Regions from separate parts of the Mus musculus genome. Here all the other regions are linked to region 1. Evidence: chromatin contacts called from public HiChIP or PLAC-seq, Micro-C and promoter capture Hi-C data. All regions are on one chromosome and are shown on one strand. The core of a region is the stretch at or near the end of the contact, and the rest is flanking DNA. Distances in the headings are between cores, read along the strand shown. Region 1 holds the start of Cog2 (component of oligomeric golgi complex 2). Region 2 holds the start of Tsnax (translin-associated factor X). Region 3 overlaps Egln1 (egl-9 family hypoxia-inducible factor 1). Region 4 holds the start of Galnt2 (polypeptide N-acetylgalactosaminyltransferase 2).

What was found. Promoter capture Hi-C pulls out the DNA fragments that hold promoters and counts their contacts. A called contact is a pair of places that touch in the nucleus more often than the background predicts. HiChIP or PLAC-seq counts read pairs in DNA pulled down with a chosen protein or histone mark.
Region 2: a Micro-C map of embryonic stem cells shows a contact between it and region 1, with 4 times the contacts expected there. The contact joins the promoter of Tsnax here to the promoter of Cog2 in region 1. A contact is called at or near these places in 2 of 39 promoter capture datasets (liver and stem cell-derived epiblast-like cells) and 2 of 484 Hi-C or Micro-C datasets (both in embryonic stem cells).
Region 3: a contact with region 1 is called in an H3K4me3 HiChIP or PLAC-seq map of bone marrow-derived macrophages, with 10 times the contacts expected there. The contact joins the enhancer-like site here to the promoter of Cog2 in region 1. A contact is called at or near these places in 4 of 39 promoter capture datasets (embryonic stem cells, liver and stem cell-derived epiblast-like cells) and 1 of 115 datasets of contacts at active chromatin or transcription factors (bone marrow-derived macrophages).
Region 4: a contact with region 1 is called in a promoter capture Hi-C map of liver, with 3 times the contacts expected there. The contact joins the promoter of Galnt2 here to the promoter of Cog2 in region 1. A contact is called at or near these places in 4 of 39 promoter capture datasets (liver, pre-B cells and stem cell-derived epiblast-like cells), 3 of 484 Hi-C or Micro-C datasets (CD4 T cells and embryonic stem cells), 1 of 115 datasets of contacts at active chromatin or transcription factors (intestinal villus epithelium) and 1 of 9 other capture datasets (adipose tissue).

The regions. Positions count from the first base shown.
Region 1 is chr8:124,519,487-124,522,094 of GRCm38.p6, reverse strand. Cog2 (component of oligomeric golgi complex 2) reads right to left here and starts at 1,328. Exons shown (of 18, transcript NM_029746.3): 1 at 1,144-1,328. The coding sequence starts at 1,215.
Region 2 is chr8:125,011,731-125,014,338 of GRCm38.p6, reverse strand. Tsnax (translin-associated factor X) reads right to left here and starts at 1,298. Exons shown (of 6, transcript NM_016909.3): 1 at 1,127-1,298; 2 at 725-829. The coding sequence starts at 1,142.
Region 3 is chr8:124,931,402-124,934,009 of GRCm38.p6, reverse strand. The region is part of intron 1 of Egln1 (egl-9 family hypoxia-inducible factor 1); the gene reads left to right. Among named protein-coding and RNA genes, the nearest start is that of Gm46060, 16 kb to the left of the region's middle. Within about 2 kb of position 1,294, at least 3 of the 459 cell types and tissues checked have an H3K27ac peak or open chromatin away from gene starts, as enhancers often do. A contact at or near this core is called in bone marrow-derived macrophages, where this site is marked.
Region 4 is chr8:124,230,065-124,232,672 of GRCm38.p6, reverse strand. It overlaps Galnt2 (polypeptide N-acetylgalactosaminyltransferase 2), which reads right to left and starts at 1,279. Exons shown (of 16, transcript NM_139272.2): 1 at 1,024-1,279. The coding sequence starts at 1,146.

The sequences.
Region 1 (2,608 bases), core at 79-2,578:
TAAGTTTTCTCACCTAAAGTAAAAACAGGCCACGATCCCCGGGCAAGCTTTCTTCCTCCAGACTCTTGTCCCTGTCATGTACCTTTGGCTCTTTTTTTTTAACCCTCTTTCCAAGGTATCCATAAGTCACAGGATGTAACAGGGGCTTTCTGAATCATTATTTCAAGCATCCCATTTGAACCTCATTTATTGGAGATGGCTCAGCAGTTAAGAGTGCTTACTACTTTAACAGAGGACCAGGGTTTGGCTCCCAGCACCCACAGGGCAGCTCACAAGCACCTGTAACTCCAGTTCTAGGGAACCCCACAGTCTTCTGGCCTCTGAGGGCTTCTGCACACACTGTGCACATAAACTCAGGAAGGCAGACACATACACACAAAAAAGCCTTTCACACATGGAAACCTACGTGGGCACAGTACAGAAGTCACATATAAATTAAAATCCAAACACCAAAACCTCAGCGCTTTCTTTGGCCATGTCAACTAAATGCAAATACCAGAACAGAGATAGGCCAATTAAGTCAGAGGGAAAAATTCGATTGTGAAAGGGGAGCAGGGTGCACACATGCAAACACAACACACACACACATACACACACACTCTATACAGTAAGACTTGGACTCGTTTGCTTAGTATTTTATGTGCCAAAGAGACAGAAAGAAATTCCTAACCTCGGAACCAGCTTTGAAATGGTCCCTCAAATCGCAACTATTAAATGGCACAAACTTTTAGCTCACAGTTGCCATTTCTGCCCTTAAGACAGGAGGATCGAGACCCGTCCGGGCTACAACTCAAAACCCTCCCTGTCTCGAGAAAGAAAGCGGGTGTAAATATGTTTGGGGTTGTTTTAAGTGACAACAGCGGAGAGGTACAACTAACAGGCTCAAAGCCTGCGCCGTTCGGAGGCTGTGCCTGCTCGGTGAAATGTTATCAGCCAAGTGTTTTCGGTTTAGATTTGTAAGCAGGGCCGCTGGGTTGCAGCGTGGCGAGGCTGTCAGGTTCCCACTTCTTAATGTCAGAGCGTTTTCAGCCTGGACACCCCTGCCACCTTCCATCCCACGTCCCTGACACCCGCCGGAGCCTCTGGGAACCACCGGGCCTCAGCGTCCGGCCAACTCAGCGGCGATCTGCCGGGTGCCCTCACCTTCATGAACTCGTCCTTATCGAAGCACAGCGTGTCCGGCCCCGTAGGCAGGTTCATCCTGCGTTTCTCCATCACGCCGGCCGCCGCCCCTCAAGGCCAAGACCGCAGGGGACGCGGCAGCCCAGCCCACCCCCAGCGTCCCAGCTCCACTTCCGCTTCCGCCAGTATGGCAGCAGCGAGCGACAGCCAATAGACGAGCGTCGCGGGCGGCTGCGCACTGTTGGTGATAAGAGCGGCGCCCTCGAGCCGGAAGCTCCCAGCCTGGCGCTACTGCCTCCGGGAGTCGAGCGTGGTACTGCAGCCTCACGCATGCACCGAGGCAGCTGGCCTGGGAGAAAAGTCAAGAACCAGGACAGCCTTGTTCTTTTCTCCTGGTGAGGAGAGAAAACGTCACTGCCCTTAAAGATGGTCAGAGGAAAGTGATCCCTTTGTATTTCAGTTTAGACCAAACAGGACACCATCCCTCTAACTGAATGTTGGGGTAAAATTCAGAGACCCTATCGCCTGAGCATGTGCTGGATAGGCTGGACTGCAGCCGATGTCCCTAACATGTTGGTTTGTGTGTAGCAAAGAAGTCTTGCTTTCTTGTTAATATTTTATTCTTATTACCAAATCTTTCACCCTCACAAGTTTAGGCAACGTGAACTCGCCATACGCTGACCATGCTCTAGTAACCCCCAGCCTGTCTCCAGGTCCTCTTTACCCAGGCTACCACCACCATCATAGCTGTCATGGGAAGATATTGTTAGAACACTTCACCAACACCTTATTTAGCGATTCCTCCTGTAAAAGATCAAACAAAGCCCTTCTTGCCAACTCAAAGTATTATCCTCGAACCTAACAAAGCGAACAGTTCTCTGCTGTTATTATTAGTCTGAGAGATGTGGCATTCAGCCTCTCGCTATAATTTCAGAGTGGCAAATTGGAGGTACCAAGGGAGGGACCCGAGGTGCTCGCCAAGAGAGAAACAAAGACTCCTGGGAAACCTGCCTGATTCCTAGAAGCTTGGGGCTAGAACTTGCTGTTCCCTTCTGATATTTTCCTCCATCCTTTATCAAAGAACCTGACTGTGTTCAGCCTAGTGTGCTAACCCTGGAATTGCTGCAAAGATTCAGTGGTGTACTGGCTGGCTTTGCGTGTCAAATTGACACAAGCTAGAGTCATCAGAGAGAAGAGAGTCTCAGCTGAGGAAATGCCTCCATGAGATCCAGCTGTAAGGCATTTTCTCAATTAGTGCTCTGTGAGGGAGGACCCAGCCCACTGTGGGTGGGGCCATCCCTGAGCTGGTGGTCCTGGGTTCATTAAGAAATCAGGCTGAGCAAGCCATGGGAAGCAAGCTAACAAGCAGCACCCTCCATGGTTTCTGTATCAGCTCCTGTTCTAGGTTCCTGCCCTGCTTGAGTTGCTGTCCTGACTTCCTCCAATGATGAACTGTGATCTGAAAGTGTAAGCCAGATAAACCTTT
Region 2 (2,608 bases), core at 49-2,548, 490 kb before region 1:
GTCTACAGAGTGAGTTCTAGGACAGCCAGGGCTACACAGAGAAACCTTGTCTCGAAAAAAAAAACAAAAACAAAAAAGAAAAAAACACAAAAACAAAAACAAAACTGTCCACACATTAGCTGGGACCCTTCTCTTTACAAGGTGCAACCTAATTCTTTCTTCCTAAATATGAAGCAGTTTTTACTTTGCGTTACTTTTAGCAAATGCAAAGTGGCAAACATCTATATCCCAAAGCCCTTGACTATGGTGGCCTATATTAACATTAGTAAACAGTAAAAAGTCCCACATAAAAAGCATTAAATGTTAAATAATATGGAAATATCTGCCACATTCTTACCAACTGTTCTGTATGTAACATCATCTTCACACTTACCATTTACTAGCACATATATTTATATTTAGAGTGTGTTAGATTGGTTACTAGACTGGCAAGACTTATTTTGAGGTAGCACTCTGCATAGAACAGGAACTATTAGTGAATCTCGTACATACATGTACACTGGTATTCTTGTTCTATTAACTTGGTCAAGTTATCCTGATATCGGAATGTTTAGAATACAGATTTTTTTTTTTTCTGGGCAGACCTAGCACCAACACGAAACATTCAGGAAAACTAAGCCTTACATCGGCATGGACTAAAGGCTCCCTAACCGACCCCACACCCGAACACTACGGCGACACGATTGTTACGGTTATGGTTCTAATTCTCCTAATGGAAACTTACATTTGAAGGCCAGCATCACCGGCGAAGACAAACTGGCATCCTTCCCCTCTCTCCTTTGGTTATGTGGGAAGGTGTCATGCTTCCTCTTCCTGAACCCTCCTGGTCCTTAGGCAGAAAAGAAGAGATGGATGGAGCCCTTGCGATGCCGCGCTAGCACAGCCCAGGCTATCCCCTTCGTCCCCCGGTACCCACAGGGCTCGACCTCTCCAGCCACACACAGGTCCCCAAACTCGTGCACTGGTGCAGGGGTCGCACAAAACGCGGCTTGAGACCCCAGGCACCCGGCTGCGCTCTGGGTCGGTCCGCAGGGTCCCCTGGGGGCGTGCGATGGATGGCACGGTGACAGCCGAGCACAGGGGCCAGGCCCTGCCAGCCCCTCCCCTCCACGCGCCGGCCCCGCACCTTCTTTGCCGTTCATGGCCGCGGGGCCTCGGCTTGCACGCGCAGGGATCGCAGCCGCCGGGCCAGCTCAGCGAAAGGCCGTCGCGGGACGCCGCGCTGAGCCCGTGGGTGACAGCGCACACCACCCTGGTCGCAGTAGGCGGCCGCCGGAAGCGGATCCTTCACGCAGCCTCAGCCGGGAGCTGCGTCCGCCGCGGAGTCCCCTCGGCCGCACACACTTCCGGCCCGTGTCCCACACCGCCTGGGCGGGCATGCGGGCGGGCGCGCTCCTGCAGCAGCGCACGTTTCCGGCCGGGCTCCCGGCGCGCTCCCTGTGCTGCACATACTTCCGGTCTGTGTCCCGGCTTCTCCCACGTCCAAGTGCCTACCCGGCGCTCTCTCTCAGTCGCGCATGCTTCCGGTGTGCCAGGTTGTGGTGCAAGCCGTTGAGTGCCTACCTGAGCTGTGTAGTCCTGTCGCGGGCAGCGGCCTCCTGTCCCCTCGCCTCTCTGAGCAGCCTCCTGCGTCCATGCATGCCCTTGGCATGTGCTGGGTGCGTGGCACCTGGAAGTGTCGCAAGGTCTTCGAAGAGAAGCAGCTTTGGAATAGATGGAAAGTTTGGTCACATTGTCAAGCCCTAAGGCTGTTGTTTGAGCACATGCTACCTCACCTAGCTAGTACCATTCCTTTGAGGCTTCCAGCAGCCCATTAGAGACCATGCTCAATTAAGATTACTTATTGAACAAAGCCCAACATCTTGAGTCAAGTTCAGCCATGTGCATGTTACAGACATTTTAGTCACACAGTCTGTTCTTGTTAACTTAGGAACAGACACACTTATGGAAATGATATACGTAGAATTAGCCAGTGAAGTCAAGGCCACAACAGCATCACAGGAGGGTCTCCCAGCTCAAAAATCAGGCCATAAGCTGTCACCATTGAATCAGCAAAAAGCTAGATGGTTTGGGCAGAGTCCTGCATGAAAAGGCTGTGGGGGAACAACAATGGATGAATGTTGGACACATAACCATCTTGAATTTCTGTGACTTCTGAGCCCACATTCACCAGTTGTCTTAGCGTTTGTATTCCTGCACAAAACATGACCAATAAGTTGGGGAGGAAAGGGTTTATTCAGCTTATACTTCCACATCGTTATTCATGCCAAAGGAAATCAGGACAGGGACTCACACAGGAAGGAACTTGGAGGCAGGAGCTGATGTAGAGGCCATGGAGGGGTGTTTCTTACTGGCTTGCTTCCTCTGACTTGCTAAGCCTGCTTTCTTATAGAACCCAGGACCACTAGCCCAGGGATGGCACCACCCACAATGGGCTGGGCCCTCCCCCCTTGATCACTAGTTGAGAAAATGTCTTACAGCTGGATCTCATGGAGGCATTTCCTCAAGGGAGGCTCCTTTCTCTGTGATAACTCCAGCTTGTGTCAAGTTGACACACAAAACCAGTATTCCACTATTTTTGACGATGTGGGGCTACAGGGATTGCTCA
Region 3 (2,608 bases), core at 45-2,544, 410 kb before region 1:
CCTCCCAAGTGCTGGGATTAAAGGCATGCACCACCACGGTCCAGCCCCTAAGGTTTATTTTAAGGTGTGTAGACTCCTACTCTGTTTTTGTTCCTTGCTGAGAATCAATCCCAGGGTCACACCCAGTCTGAGGAAGCTTTGGAAACTAAATTATAAAATAATGGCTGCTACTTTGGGGTAGCTTTGCCATGTCCCACTCCGCCCCGCCCCCGTGTGACTTCTTTAGCCTTAGTCACACCTGCCATTGGCTTATTGTCAGACTTGTAGACTGACTTGATGTTAATTCATATGGTAACTGTTTTCTCTCATCAAAAAAAATTGCATTTTGAGAAGCCTGTGTTACTTTGGACTTTAAGACATTTCTTGTGGGACCAAGTTTGGTTTGATTTTCTTTTAGTATCTATTCTTTATATATATATATATTGTATTTATATGAATACACTGTAACTGTCTTCAGACACACCAGAAGAGGGCATCAGGTCCCATTACAGATAGCTGTGAGCTACCATGTGGGTGCTGGGAATTGAACTCAGGACCTCTGGAAGAGCAGTTGGTGTTCTTAACCACTGAGCCATCTCTCCAGCCCAAGAATCCATTCTTTTAAACTATGCGTATGTATGTGCAAATGAGTGTTGGTGCCCAGGGGTCCAATCCCCTTGGAGCTAGAGTTGTAAGTGGTTGTGAACTGCCTAACATGGAAACTTGAGTTCAGGTCCTCTGGAAGAACAGTACTCGCCCTTCACTGATGAGCTCTGTCTCTAGCCCCTAGTTGGGTTTGTGTGTGTCTCTTTGTTTGTTTGTTGTGCTTTGTACAGGAGATAACAATCGCCTGGTCTTGAACTTAAGTATATAGCTGAGGCTGGCCTTGAACTTGGGGTGGTTCTCCTGCTTCATCCTTCTGAGTGGGAGCCACTGTGCCCACTTGGTCTGCACAGTGGAAACGACAGACCTGGAAGGTGTAGTCTACTCTGCTTACGTATTTTAAAAATAGCTTTTGTTGACAATGGGTAAAGCTGTGTCATCTGTTTACAAAACAGCTCTTTAGGCCATGTGTGCATATATATTTATTTGTTGTAGAAATATATGCTATATACACGTTTGTGTGTGTGTGTGTGTGTGTGTGACAGTTAGTATGGCCTTAGTCCTTTGTCTTTGGAGATATCACTTCTTTAGAATTTGGATATTGCACGTGTGTATTTCAGCTGTAGAATCTTGCCTGTCACAGGGAAAGGTTGCTGCTTTGTGACTTTGTAAGGTTTACTATTACTATAAATATACCACTAAGCTGTAAACTGTAGGGAAAAAAAGGGAACTGAAATGGCCAGTGGGCTGATGGCCAGTTGTGGCATCGGGAGACCTTAGTACTCATTGTTAGGACAAATAAACCTCAGCTTATCACCTGGCCTGGCCTGTGCTCATCCTGCAGTAACAGTGGGACATTGAACACCATGTCCCGAGCTGTGACTCAAGTCTCAGGAAACACAGAGGATCAAAGTCATGCAGAGTAGGAATAGATCTTGGCAGTTCTAGGGACTCCTTGGTAACAGTGAGTCAAATATCTGCATTGATGGGACTCTGTACTGGAGTTCAGAAGTAGATACACACTCACAGGATCAGTTGTGTGTGTGTGTGTGTGTGTGTGTGTGTGTGTGTCTGGATGAAAGCTCAAACAGGCCTCAAACTTAAATGTAGCCCAGGATGACCCCAAACTTGTGGCAGTCCTCAGTTTCAGCCTCCAAAGTGCTGGTACAACAGATGCGAGCCACCATGCTTGGTTCAATTGATTTTTTTTTTTCTATTTAAAAAAACTTTATATGTATGGGTGTTTTACTGCCATGTTATGCTGGGTGCCCTCAGAGGTCAGGCTGGGCCATTGGGTCCTCCGAGGGAACTGGAGTTAGTAACAATTGTGAGTTTCTGTATAGGTGCTGGAAATTGAACTCAGGTCCTCTGCAAGAACAGTAAATAAATGTTCACTGAGCCACCTCTCCAGCCCAGATTATTCTTTTTTTTTTTAACTAAAAAAACAAGAAACCAAGACAATTCAGTGCAGTGCAGTTTTTGTTATGTCTCCTTCTGGTGGATAATTCTAGAGAGCCATCTCCATGGACACCTTGACCCTGTACATACCAGTATTAGCTCAGAATGGGTCCCACGCCTCCAGTGAACCCCAGACCTATAACATTTACAAGAAAATGTAAGAGCAAATCTTTGTGAACTCTAGATAAAGGTATCTTAGAACACACATACACACACACCACAGATGACCTCTAGAGAAAAACATTGAAGAATTGGGCTTTGTCAATATTAAAATATTTTGCTTCCCTAAGGATGCCATTAAGGAGCCAGTGGCTGTCGGGGGCAGGGGGACAGCCAGTGGGATGGCAAAGCTGGTAGACACAGACCTGGTCTTGCACAGACCTGGTGGTCAGTCCTAGGATTGCACAAGGAGGCAGAACAGAAGTCTCCTGAGAGCTGTCTCTGACTTCACACACATCTCATGGCACCAGGGCACCTAGATCACTCAAGTAATAGAAATACATATTTTAAAAAATATCCCAGTCTGGTAAGGGACAGAAGAGATGGCCTAGTGGTTAAGAACACTTGT
Region 4 (2,608 bases), core at 30-2,529, 290 kb after region 1:
TCCCTAAGCCGCGATCTACCTCCATTCTTTTCTGGTCGTGTACTGTTACTCAAAATCAAGTAAGGAGGGCTACAAATCTTTGGAAAAGATAACTATATTTCGAAGCTCGTTAGCTAGTAAAACACCACAAACCCCTCAGGAGAGAATACAACAGCCTAGACAGCACCAACCAAGGCAAGGATCCCACGCTCGCTCGGTGTCCACTCGGTACCCAAGCCGAGATGACTGCCGAATCAGAACCTGTAAGCTCTAAGACTCCCGGCCTCACTACCGAACCCACCAGAGACACACACCGAGGAGGGACTTGGGGTTAGGAAATGCGGACTTGGGGTTAGGAAATGCAAGCGCAAAAGGCTAGGTAGTTCCCGCCGCCGTGAGCGGCCAAGGGCCGAGGTGGGCAGTGTAGCAAGTAGAACGGGAGGTCTGACAGAACCACGGTACGACCTCACTGCCGGGGTGCTGGATGGGGAGGATAGGGAGGGATCACGCCTCTGATCACTGGAGCACCAGGGTTCCAGCCCGACCAAGGTCCCCAAGATCTGGGCGCAAGACGAGAGGGTCGCGGGTTCCAGTTGGGCGGAATGTGGCTCGGGGAGCACCGGGTTTCGGGTGACAACGATCCCCAAGATCCCGGAGCAGGGAGTGGGGCTCCGGGGTGATCTGGGCGGAGTACGGAGCAGGGGGCAGGGAGTCCGGCGGAAGGGTTGTCCCTATGATCCCGGCACAGGGAGTGGAGCGCAGTGTCGCCAGCGAGATAACAGCCTCCAAGATCCTGGCGCAGGGCGGTACGTGGCTCCGGGTGCCCGCGCCCCGCATGCGGGAGGCAAGTCGCTGCACCCAGAGCCGCGGGTGAGCCGGACAGGGCCGGAGCTCGCGCCGCTGGCCTGAGGGCCCGGAGAAAACTTGAGGCGCGCGTCCCGGCCAGGGTCCCCACATCTGCTGCCCCGAGCCGGGGAGCACTCTCGGTGCACGGCGCCTCCCCGCTGCAGGCCCGGGTCGGCGCACAGGCCTCGCGGCACTCACCTTCCTGCCGGCGCCGCCCCCGCCCGCGGCCAGCGCGGAGCCGCCCCCCGAGTACATGTAGTAGGCGATGCCCAGGACCCAGAGCAGCGCGAAGCACAGCAGCATCCGCGAGCGCCGCCGCATCCTCGCTCTGGGCGGCCGCCGGGCAGCCTGGCGGCGCGGCGGGCGGAGCGCGCGGCGGGCGGAGCTCGGGGCGGCGGCGCGGGAAGACGCGGCGCTCGGCGGGCGGCGCTCGGCGCTCGGCGCTCGGCGCCCGGCAGGAAGCGGCGGCCCAGCGGCGGGGTCAGGGAGCAAAGGGCGACCAATCGACGCTGAGGGGCGGGCGCGGGGGCGGAGCCGAGTCTCCATGGCAGCGGCGCCCCGCCCACTGCGCGCCCCCGGGAGTGGCAGGTGGAGGCAGCGGGCGCGGACGCGCGGTTCCCCAAAGACTTGGAATGGGCCAGTCTGCAGAGATCGCCCCGGCCCGCCATCCGTCACATTCACTATTTGGGCAATAGTGGGTTCTTGGGTTTTTATTTTTTATTTGTGCTTTCTCTTTTTTAATATAAGGTCTCATCCTATAATCCAGACTGACCTCGAACTCACCATCCAGCCCATGCTGGCCTCAATCTCGCAGCACTCCTTTTGCATCAGACTTCTGAGTCCTGGGATAACAGGAATGCACTGCCCTGTGGTCTGAACAAGACTAAGACAGGGAAGGTAGATTTCAAGGCGCTTGCTTGTAAGGATGACCCTTCCTGCTCTTAAAAGCAAAATGGAATGGTGGTGGTTTTAAATAAACGTGAAAAAGAGGGGAGATAGATGGTAATTTATGTTTTTAAATCTTTTCGGTTTTTTATTGGTTGCTTTCTTGAAGGAATGAGGTGAGCATAGTAACCCACTTAATAGAGCAGGCAGCAGCGAGTTCCCTGACAGCAGCTCTGGTGACTGTAACCTTGTCCATGACCTTGTGACTCTAAGTCCCTGTGTCTGGAAAAGAATTTCCAGTACTTGAGAGCCTGCAAATATTTCTGAGATCTGCCCACACTGCAGGAGGAAGGAACTCCCTGGGCGGCAGTCTGCCCAATCCTGAACAAAGAGCACCGCAAGCCTTGGGCTACCAGGATTCTGAGCCTCACCTGAACTTCAGACTTCTCAGAAGTGAGAAGGGAAAGCCTCTTAGTTCCACCAGACACCCCATTCCTGAAGACACCCCATTCCTGAAGACATCCCATTCCACCAGGCACCCCATTCCACCAGGCACCCCATTCTGCAAACACCCTTCACAGAAGACAGGTTTCTCATACCCTAAGAAGTTCCGTTCCAAGTACTAGAATCCGAGCACTGTACTGACCAGGGAAGAGATTTGTAAAATACTGAAGAGATGACAGGCTTGAAAACACCCAAGAGTCTTGGGGACAGTCAGATAAGTGGGAACAACTGTTGCCCCTCAGAGGCCTGGGAGTGAAGGGAAAGAAGAGGAAGCAGGACAAACCCCAAAGAGCAGGAAAGAGACAAGCAAGTGGCCCCTCCCCCAGCATAGCATCAGCATCAGTATCTGTTGAAAACTGCAGAGGACAGAAGAGAAAGTCCCCACCCGGAGCCC